Linked DNA regions of Mus musculus: regions 2 and 3 are each linked to region 1. Evidence: chromatin contacts called from public Hi-C and HiChIP or PLAC-seq data. All regions are on one chromosome and are shown on one strand. Each heading gives the region's core, a stretch centred on a gene start, on an enhancer-like site or on the middle of the called end of the contact. The rest is flanking DNA. Distances are from core to core; before and after follow the strand shown. Region 1 overlaps Gm12223 (a long non-coding RNA gene). Region 2 holds the start of Csf2 (colony stimulating factor 2 (granulocyte-macrophage)). Region 3 holds the start of P4ha2 (procollagen-proline, 2-oxoglutarate 4-dioxygenase (proline 4-hydroxylase), alpha II polypeptide).

Region 1 (2,889 bases), core at 143-2,642:
AAGTAAATTAACCTAATTTACCACAATAAAAGAATTAAGGAGAAAGGCTCCAAGATCCTCTTTATACATAGTAAAAAAAAGAATTTGATAACACCCAACATCTGCTTCTGATAAGACCGAGTCTTAACGAGCAGAGGGGGAAGGTTCTTCATCTGATTAAAGGGTTTGAAGAGCCAGAGCTCTTCAGTTTACTTTGGACTTAATGGTGAGATGCTTAGCATTTTCCTAGGAATTTAGGAACAAATCTAACTATTTCTTCTTAGTATTCATATTTTTTTAAGTGCACACTAGAAGAATTGGTGCTTAAGGTAAGAAAAGCCAATATGTATTTGAAAGGAAATGTATAGCTATGATTTTTCCATAGAAAACCTAAGACAATGCATGTACTACTCTTTAAAATAGGTAATTTAGCAAGGTTTTATACAACAGCAATAGGCAACTTGGAAATAAAATAAAAATACTTAATTTATAAGAGATCTGACTATCTCAGCCTCCTGAGTGCTCAGATCAAATGCATGGAATTCCACCTTGTTTTTTGAGTCTCGGCCTCAGAACTGGATCACCAGGGCGGGTGCCGAGATGCTCAGCTTCTGTACGCGGGCTTGGATCCTCGTGCTTGCTTGCACGGCAAGCATTTTAATTGCTGTCAGCCCAGCCTGGCTTTTCCTTTCCTTTTCTAATTAATTAATTAATCAATCAATCTATTTATTTTTAGGACTCTGTTCATCTCCATCCGTTTCTCTTTCTTGCCACGTATTTGTCTGTCACTCTTTCTGATCCCGTTTCTTTTATGTTCATCTCAGCTTTGTTTCCTTGATTTTTATTTCTTTTTCACCTCTGTGTTTCTAAGCACGTTTGGACAAGCCTCCTTCTTTCTTGGACACCTTATGATTTAGTCTTTACTTCTGAGCTGAGTTTCTTGTAGTCTTTCCTGGGCTTCCTTGGTTCTTACTCCATCACCTTTCTTGTCAGTATCCATCCTGAGTTTGACTGTTTCTGATCTGTGGTATCAGTAACAGCTGTTCACCTGTAACAAACTACTCAGTATTTTATTATGGCCTCTACAGTCTCTTCTGCTTCTTGTGGGGGGGGGGGCAGCTTCACTGTGTTGTTGGGCTTTCAACTTCTGAAAAGATGATTTTCGTTTTCTACTTTGCTATTTATAGTAGCATAATTAGTGACATCTCGGCTGTTTTCATGACTATTGTGTTGGGCTTTCCTGTATCATTGGTCTTAGGGGAACTGTTTCTCTTCTGTTTGGTAAACTGTGGTCCTTTTAATGATGTTTTTTTGTTCCGTCTTCTTTGAATTGTTTCTTGTATGATTATAAAAGACCTTTGCTTTCAGCCACTTCCTCCTCCTCTTCACCACCAAACCTCTAAAGGACATTTCACTTTTCAAGGTTCCCTTTTCACCCCCAGATAGCACCTTCTCTGCATTGAGACCTGTGGTCTAGCCCACTTTCTAAGCACCTTTGTCAAAAATATCCAGAAGCCAGTGCTATGGTCTGAGGTCTCTCTCCCAGGGTTTTGCCAGCAGAGAGGAGTCCTTTCCTTTTAGAAGCAAGATTTTAGATGACACTATACATTCATCGTCACCATTAAAACTACATGTCAGCCAGGGGTGGTTGCACATATCTTCAATCCTAGCACTGGAGAGGTAGAGGCAGGCAGATCTCTGTGAGTTCAAGATCAGCTTGGTTTACACAGGATGTACCAAGCCAAGCCAGCCAGGGTTACACCATGAGACCCTGTCTCACAAACAAAAAACTACACTCAACACCAACATCTCTGTAGCTGCAGACCAATTCTTCATCCAGCATTTCTGGAGCACTCTGCTAATACCTGTTGTTTGTTGAAAAAAGTCAAGAGGCAGAAGAGACAAAAGTATCAACTAAAAATATCTTTCACGTTCATTGTCCCACTTTGTAAAAGATTTTTATCCTAAACAGCCCTGTCATAATCAGGGTTACTTTTGCTGTGCTAAGCCACCATGAGCAAAAGCAACTTGGGAAAGGAAGGGTTTTATTTATTTACATCCCAAATGTTGCCCCCTTCCTGGTCCTCCCTCTCAGAATTCTTCACCTCATCCCTCCTCCCCTTCGGCTCTGAGAGGGTGCTCCCTCTCACAGAGACCCCATGAAAGAGTTAGGTTTATTTCTCTCACTCTACCATACCACGGTTCATCATCAAAGGTGGTCAGAGCAGAGCTGATGCAGAGGCCATGAAGGGGTGCTGCTTACTGGCTTGTTCCTCATGCCTTGCTCAGCCTGCTTTCTTACAGCAACGAGGACCACCAGCCCAGGGATGGTTCCACCCACACACAATAGGCTGGGTCTCCCCACTCCGTGGTTCTCAACTCCCCTAATGTTGTGATCCTTCAATTCAGTTCTTCATAATGTCGTGACTACCAACTATGAGTTATTTTCATTGCTACTTTATAACTACAATTTGCTACTGTTATGAATGTAAGTGTAAATATTTTTGGAGATAGTGATTTGCCAAAGGGGTCATGACTGACAGGATCACTGCTCCACACCAATCACTAATTAAATGTCCTACAGTCTTGGTCACAGGCCAATCTTTATTTTTATTTAGATTTATTTATTTATTTAATGTTTATGAGTACACTGTAGCTGTCTTCAGACACATCAGAAGAGGGCGTCAAATCCCATTACATATGGTTGTAAACCACCATGTGCTTGCTGAGAATTGAACTCAGGACCTCTGGAAAAGCAGCCAGTGCTCTTAACCACTGAGCAATCTCTCCAGCCGCATAGTCCAGTCTCATGGAGGTAATTTCTTAATTGAGGTTCTCTCCTCTGATGATTCTAGCCTGTGTCAAGTTGACATAAAACTAGCCAGCATATGGGTCCTTGATTGGTCATTA
Region 2 (2,889 bases), core at 224-2,723, 79 kb after region 1:
CTGTGTACTCACCGGAGTTGGGGGGCAGTATGTCTGGTAGTAGCTGGCTGTCATGTTCAAGGCGCCCTTGAGTTTGGTGAAATTGCCCCGTAGACCCTGCTCGAATATCTTCAGGCGGGTCTGCACACATGTTAGCTTCTGTGGGAAGCATCCATTTGTTGATAAGCAAAAGCCAAGTGTCCATAGAATACAAGCTAACTTCTCCCTACTCCCTTCTGCTCCCACCAAGTGGTACAGGTTGGGGCTAGTCATAACACTGTCCTGAGCACTGCCCTTCTTCTTGCCTGGTCCAGGCCACCTCAGCTACCACAGCCATGTTTATAGTCTGGTACCATAGAGGTTCCCAGTTCCAAGTGCTGTCCCCCCCCCAAAAAAAAAATTTGTAAGCAAAGGCTACTTGCTGCCATTCTAGAAGAAGGAGATGGCCAGAGCCCAAACTTCTGTGTGGGGAAGCACTATTTCAAAAGCCCCTCTGTGCCCTGTATAATCAATACCCTCTGTGCCCCTGTATAATCAATACCTTCTCTCCATGGTCACGGGGCACAGAGAGAACTTGAAGGCAACAAGGCCAACTCATAAAGTGACTCTCATGCTCCCATCAATCCCTGAAGACCTCTGACCTTTGAAAGCTAGCTCTGCCCAAACTTATTGCTCACTTGATAAAAAGAGTGCACATGACTGCCACAGGGGCATGGCTCTGGACGATAAAAGAGTGCACGTGACTGCTACAGAGGAATGGATATAGAGATCTTGACTACCCAGATTCTGCCCCCTCCCGCTGGCAGCCACTGGCAGGGAAGAGTGTAGAAAGCCTTGCAAGAGGCTATTTAAAGCAGCCCTGCAGGGCAACCCGGGAAGCTACACCAAAAGAGAAGAGCAAAAGAGAAGCAGCTTACCTTGAAGGAGAACTCGTTAGAGACGACTTCTACCTCTTCATTCTGTAAAAAGGAAGTGCCGTGTTACCAAGCTGAAAGGCAGGGCAAGACAAGGGCCAATGGGTGGCCTGGGAACAACCCAACTCTCTCCCTCACTCACCAACGTGACAGGCATGTCATCCAGGAGGTTCAGGGCTTCTTTGATGGCCTCTACATGCTTCCAAGGCCGGGTGACAGTGATGGGTGAGCGGGTGGGTGCTGAGAGGCTGTAGACCACAATGCCCAGGAAAAGTAAATTCTGCAGCCACATCCTCCTCAGGACCTTAGCCTTTCTCTCTGAGTACTGGGCTCACTGCAAAAGAGCTCTTATATACACAGTTAGAGGAAATGATTAATGGTGACCACAGAACTCCAGGGGGGCGGGGGAACTACCTGAGTTGTGGAATCTCCTGGCCCTTATCAGCTATACATGGGGCCAGTGAGCCTTCCCCCAGGTTGTCAGGCTTGGGGGGTTTTCATTAATAAGCCCTTCCAAGAACTGGCAGCCCACCTGCGGGCTGCTTTAAAGGCCTTTCCCACCCTGCCTGGGCAGTCTGACCCAGCCTCTGGCTAGCCTCTCCTTTTTGAGGGGCCTCCAGGCATATTTGGATTTCCTGGCCTGGAGTGGCTGGGGCGGGGTTTGGGAGATACTGAGTGGGGCTCTTGCTTCCATAGCACCTGCTGTTCCTGGAGGCCTTTGGGCAAGCTCTACCTACTCTGGTGGCTCATTCCAGCCCCAGTCCTGGCCCGTTCTCTTTCCAGCCACCTTCTGAGATATACACTTCTCACAAGTCCACCTCATTATCTAATTAAATAAGGTCCAGCCCAATGACACAATTCTATAATGGTCTCCACAGACTCCCACTGAGGAGACCATTCTGGGCAAACTCTGCCCAGCCAAGCCCCACCCCTGCCACCTTGGGAGCAGTGAGAATGACAGCAATGGGTATAGAAGCCAGGCAGACTATACCATGTTCTCTTATGATACCATCCCAACTGACTGCTACAATCCCAGTTACAAAGGCATGTTCAATCCTAAAAATTCACAGCATGGCTAGAGCTTCTGGCTGGGGCAGGTAAGGCTACTCCCATTTGACTGCTGATTCTGCCCTCCCCCTTTGCCAAGCGACTCTTCCTTTGAGTTATGTGAGCCTCTTTACCCTCTTCAGAGCAGCCTGCCATTCAAAAAGGACACATTACTGCTATCTGTACCATTATGGGATACCTGGGTCTCTGAGGCTGGCTGTAACATAGTAACTAGCTGTAACACAATAACCAGGCACGCACACACGCACACGCGCGCGCACACACACACACACACACACACACACACGTGCGCCCCAACCCCCGCTTCCCTGGCAAGTTCTCCCAGGCTTAGTCTGTTGCACAGCCCCTTGCTCCAGCCCACCTCCCTCTCCAGAAGCTCTCTGTGGAATCAGGAACTGCTTCTGGAAAGGCAGCATGGTCTCAAGGGGCTAACAAGTGTTTGATTTTCACAATGGCTTTTGGAGAAGACGGCACGAGTTTGTGTTTGCCCAAGGGATCTGGCCCAAGCCTTCCTATACAGGAAGTTTGAGACCATGGGGATACATATGTGTATCTCTTCAGTCATGTGTGTATGCTGGTGGTGTTGGATATATATGTACTCATAGGAACATGTCAAGGTGGAGGAGGTTTTACATAAGGGTGCATCTAACATGAGCCACACTTGTTTTGCCTGCTTTGTGAGAACCCTTGGGCTTCTGGCGGTGCCCTCTTGATATGAGAGGGGGCCCCTAGCCAAGAAACATGCTTTAGGGCCCAAGAAGCTGATTCAGTGGACTGATGAAACCAGACAGAAGTGAGGGCTTTCGAGGGTCAGATAACAGGTGGAACTCAGGACAAGACCACAGGAATCATGTAGAAAGAGAGACTGGGGGGCCAGAATGGCCATGTTGAAGAACTAAAGGCATTCGTCTTAGCCCAAGCGTGTGGC
Region 3 (2,889 bases), core at 259-2,758, 70 kb before region 1:
TCTCCTGAGATCTCACAGGCACTATCCAGTCAGCACAGACTAGCGGGTCTGAGGCCCCTGACACATATTCAGCAGAGCCTGGTCTGGCCTTAGTAGACACACCTAACTCTTGAGGAGACTTGAGGCCCCAGGGAATGGGAGGCCTGGTGGAGTGTGGGGTTGTGTGGGGGTGTGGGGACATCCTCTTGGAGACAGGGGACAAGAAATGGGATGAGGAACTGTTGGCGGTGAGAATGGATGGGGGATAACAACTGGACTGTAAAAAAAAAAAAGATTAAAGATAATTTAAAAAAAAATAAAAAAGAGCATACACCATGTAAGGGTGATTTAACAACGGTAAAGCAATAAACATAATACAGTAACTGTTGGGGGCTGTTGTGGAGCTAGAAGGTCTGAGAGATAGGCCAAGAAGATGGACTTTGCTTGCTTGGTTGGCCAAGGAGAGATGCACAGTGGGTGGTAGAGTGGGGTGAGGGTTATGTTTCCATAGCCATGGATTGAAGGTATTTATAGGCCAATGGGAAAGATCCTGTGGAGAGGGGGAGGAGGAGGAGGAGGAGGAGGAGGAGGAGGAGGAGGAGGAGGAGGAGGAGGAGGAGGACCACTCCGGACAGAGAAGTGGGCGGGCATGGGGAGGATCTGAGGATCTGGGCAAACTGTACTTTCTGTGGCATAGCAGATGCAGAAAGGTTTGTGCATGGTTTCAACTGGGCTCTTGGCTGGTAGCTGCCACAGACACGGACAAGTGGCCAGGTAGTATTTTCTGAGTTGTTTCTGTGTGTCTGTCTTTCCTAGTCTGGGCCGTCTGCCTGGTCCATGCCATTATAGGGAAATCCACACCAAACTCCAGGCACAGTCCCACAGGCCGGGCATCTCCGTTCTGGGCTCTGCTCCCTGATGAGATTCTCAGACTGCTTCCCCTCATTCATGGAGAAGCAAGCTTACAGGGCAGGCGTGGGAACCTGCTCAGCTGCCAGAGCATCCTTCAGTTCAGATCGAGGTCGGTTGCTTCCCTGTCTTCTTGACTGTGTGTGTCTCAGACAGAGCTGGTTGAGGTGTCCAATCTCATTGGCCTGTGTTATAAGCCATAGGTTGGCCCTAGGATGAGATGCTCCAGGCTACGCCAACTTCTCACATTTACAGAAGAGCCGAAGCCTGGCTAGCCTGAGCCCCTCAGAGAAGCAGTTAGGCTTTGGAGATGGGTCATCTGGAGAGATGAGGTGCGCTGACATCTCAGACCCTTGTCTTTTCCCTCCCTCCACTCCCCTCCCAGGATACTCAATTCCCGATCTTAGTGACGCCAGCCTCCTGCAATTTGCCGGTGGTAATGGATGTGGGGGTGGTGGGACCACAGAGGGCTGGAGCAGGCTGGGATGGGGGCGCCGCCCCTGGTGCCGGTCCCACGCGGCGCAAGGAGGTGTGCATCGCATACGTGCAGCGCGTGGCGGCTCGGGCCTTCCCGAAGGCTCCAGTGGCTCGGAGCCAGGCCCGGGCGGGCCCGGGGGGCGGGAGGTGGGGACGTGGCGGAGGCTCAAGCGGGCGGAGACTGTGACGAGGGCGGAGCCGAGAGCGCCGGGGCGACGCCGCGGGAGGTTCTGGAAACGCCGGCTTCTGCGCGTGTTCAGGTGAGCGCGGGTCCGCAGGGTCGTCGCCGGGCTGGGCTCGGGTCCCGGTGGCCGGGCGGTGCGTTCTGCTCTGCGCGGAGCCGGGAGCTGGATCCGGGGTCCCTCAGCCCCGTGCCCCGCGTCCGGCGCCCTGATTCTGCACCCGCCTGGGTTCCTGTCCCGCCCGCGTCCCTTCCCAGGGTTAGGGCGGTGAGGTCAGCGGTGCCCTTCCTGCCGGTACTGTTAGGCCGGGCCGGACAGGACACTTGGCGGGCTCCCGGGAAGGGGCGACCTGACCCCGGGGTCGCCCCCCGATCTAAGGCGGAGGCGCCCGCCTGGCCCCGAAGGCGGCGCTGCTTAGGATGAGGAAGACCCCTGGCTCCCAACCCTGGCAAGGACCAGCTTGGTCGCTGCCAGTTTTATGGGCTCTTAAATCAGAAACTCTCCTCCTATCTGTCAGAAGACATCCTTGTCGAACCTCTGATGTTTTCCCTGAGCAGTTTCAGAGACCGGTGGCGATTGGCTGACTGATTCAACAAATAGAGCATTCTCTGTGCCTGGAGACTTTCAAGGACTGAGGCAGGCAGAAGGGAAGACTCAGAAAGTTCAGGTCCAGAGCATCAGCAAGGTAAGTACTGAGTTAGTGTGGAGTTTGGGCTGTGTGGACTTGGTAGATGTCTGGATGCTTCCGGGCAGGAGACATGGGCTGGGGTGGGAGGCTCCGGTAAACTGGATTGGTCACTTAGGAACCTGGACTGAGGAATCACCCTGAGTGGCCGCAAGCTTGGGCCAGTATCACGTCTGTGGTACAGTAGTGGAATCAAGGTAACGGAAAAGGGCCGCTTTAGGGAATAGCTGTCCAAGGGCCCCACCCACAAGCAGTGAGAGATCTGCATGAGGAAAGTCCACTGAGCCCTTGCAAGGTGAGCATGGGTCTGGGTACTTCTGTCGCAGGATTTTACTGGGAAGTACAGGTGGGTCTTCCTGTCATCTGTATTCTAATGTGTCATTTACTATGCTGAAGGAGATCATTGAATTGCCCCCTACAGCAACTCTGCTGTGCTCTCAACGCGCTAAGGAGTCTCAGTACAAGAGAATCATTGGGGAAAGGCCTCCAGCCAACTCACTCCATCCTTGCGACGTGGCTTCCCTGACTGGGCCACACAGTGGATCCTTACCCTGAAGAATGACACTTTAAGGATTTTGCTTCTTAATGCAGGCCATCTCGTTACTGACACCTTATCCCTCCTGATGGAAGAGCTTCCTGGAACTAAGAGCAGGGTCC

What was found. HiChIP or PLAC-seq counts read pairs in DNA pulled down with a chosen protein or histone mark. A called contact is a pair of places that touch in the nucleus more often than the background predicts.
Region 2: a CTCF HiChIP or PLAC-seq map of CD8 T cells shows a contact between it and region 1, with 6 read pairs. The contact joins the promoter of Csf2 here to the enhancer-like site in region 1. A contact is called at or near these places in 15 of 39 promoter capture datasets (the 3T3-L1 cell line, 3T3-L1-derived adipocytes, the C10 cell line and 7 more), 4 of 15 datasets of contacts at CTCF or cohesin (CD8 T cells, the NIH/3T3 cell line and pro-B cells), 75 of 484 Hi-C or Micro-C datasets (the 4T1 cell line, 8-cell embryo, B cells and 47 more), 10 of 115 datasets of contacts at active chromatin or transcription factors (CD8 T cells, the HPC-7 cell line, Th2 cells and 5 more) and 5 of 9 other capture datasets (adipose tissue, bone marrow-derived macrophages, embryonic stem cells and 2 more).
Region 3: a contact with region 1 is called in a Hi-C map of CD8 T cells, with 2.0 times the contacts expected there. The contact joins the promoter of P4ha2 here to the enhancer-like site in region 1. A contact is called at or near these places in 1 of 15 datasets of contacts at CTCF or cohesin (the NIH/3T3 cell line), 68 of 484 Hi-C or Micro-C datasets (8-cell embryo, CD4 T cells, CD8 T cells and 45 more), 5 of 115 datasets of contacts at active chromatin or transcription factors (CD8 T cells, embryonic stem cells, memory CD8 T cells and 1 more) and 3 of 9 other capture datasets (adipose tissue, liver and pancreatic islet).

What each region holds. Positions count from the first base shown.
Region 1 is chr11:54,169,994-54,172,882 of GRCm38.p6, forward strand. The region is part of intron 3 of Gm12223 (a long non-coding RNA gene); the gene reads left to right. Among named protein-coding and RNA genes, the nearest start is that of Gm12223, 30 kb to the left of the region's middle. Within about 2 kb of position 1,393, at least 8 of the 459 cell types and tissues checked have an H3K27ac peak or open chromatin away from gene starts, as enhancers often do. A contact at or near this core is called in B cells, CD8 T cells, the MNK3 cell line and 2 more, where this site is marked.
Region 2 is chr11:54,248,426-54,251,314 of GRCm38.p6, forward strand. It overlaps Csf2 (colony stimulating factor 2 (granulocyte-macrophage)), which reads right to left and starts at 1,474. Exons shown (of 4, transcript NM_009969.4): 1 at 1,036-1,474; 2 at 897-938; 3 at 13-138. The coding sequence starts at 1,185. The region is part of intron 4 of Gm12223 (a long non-coding RNA gene); the gene reads left to right.
Region 3 is chr11:54,099,416-54,102,304 of GRCm38.p6, forward strand. It overlaps P4ha2 (procollagen-proline, 2-oxoglutarate 4-dioxygenase (proline 4-hydroxylase), alpha II polypeptide), which reads left to right and starts at 1,509. Exons shown (of 16, transcript NM_001136076.2): 1 at 1,509-1,625; 2 at 2,105-2,232.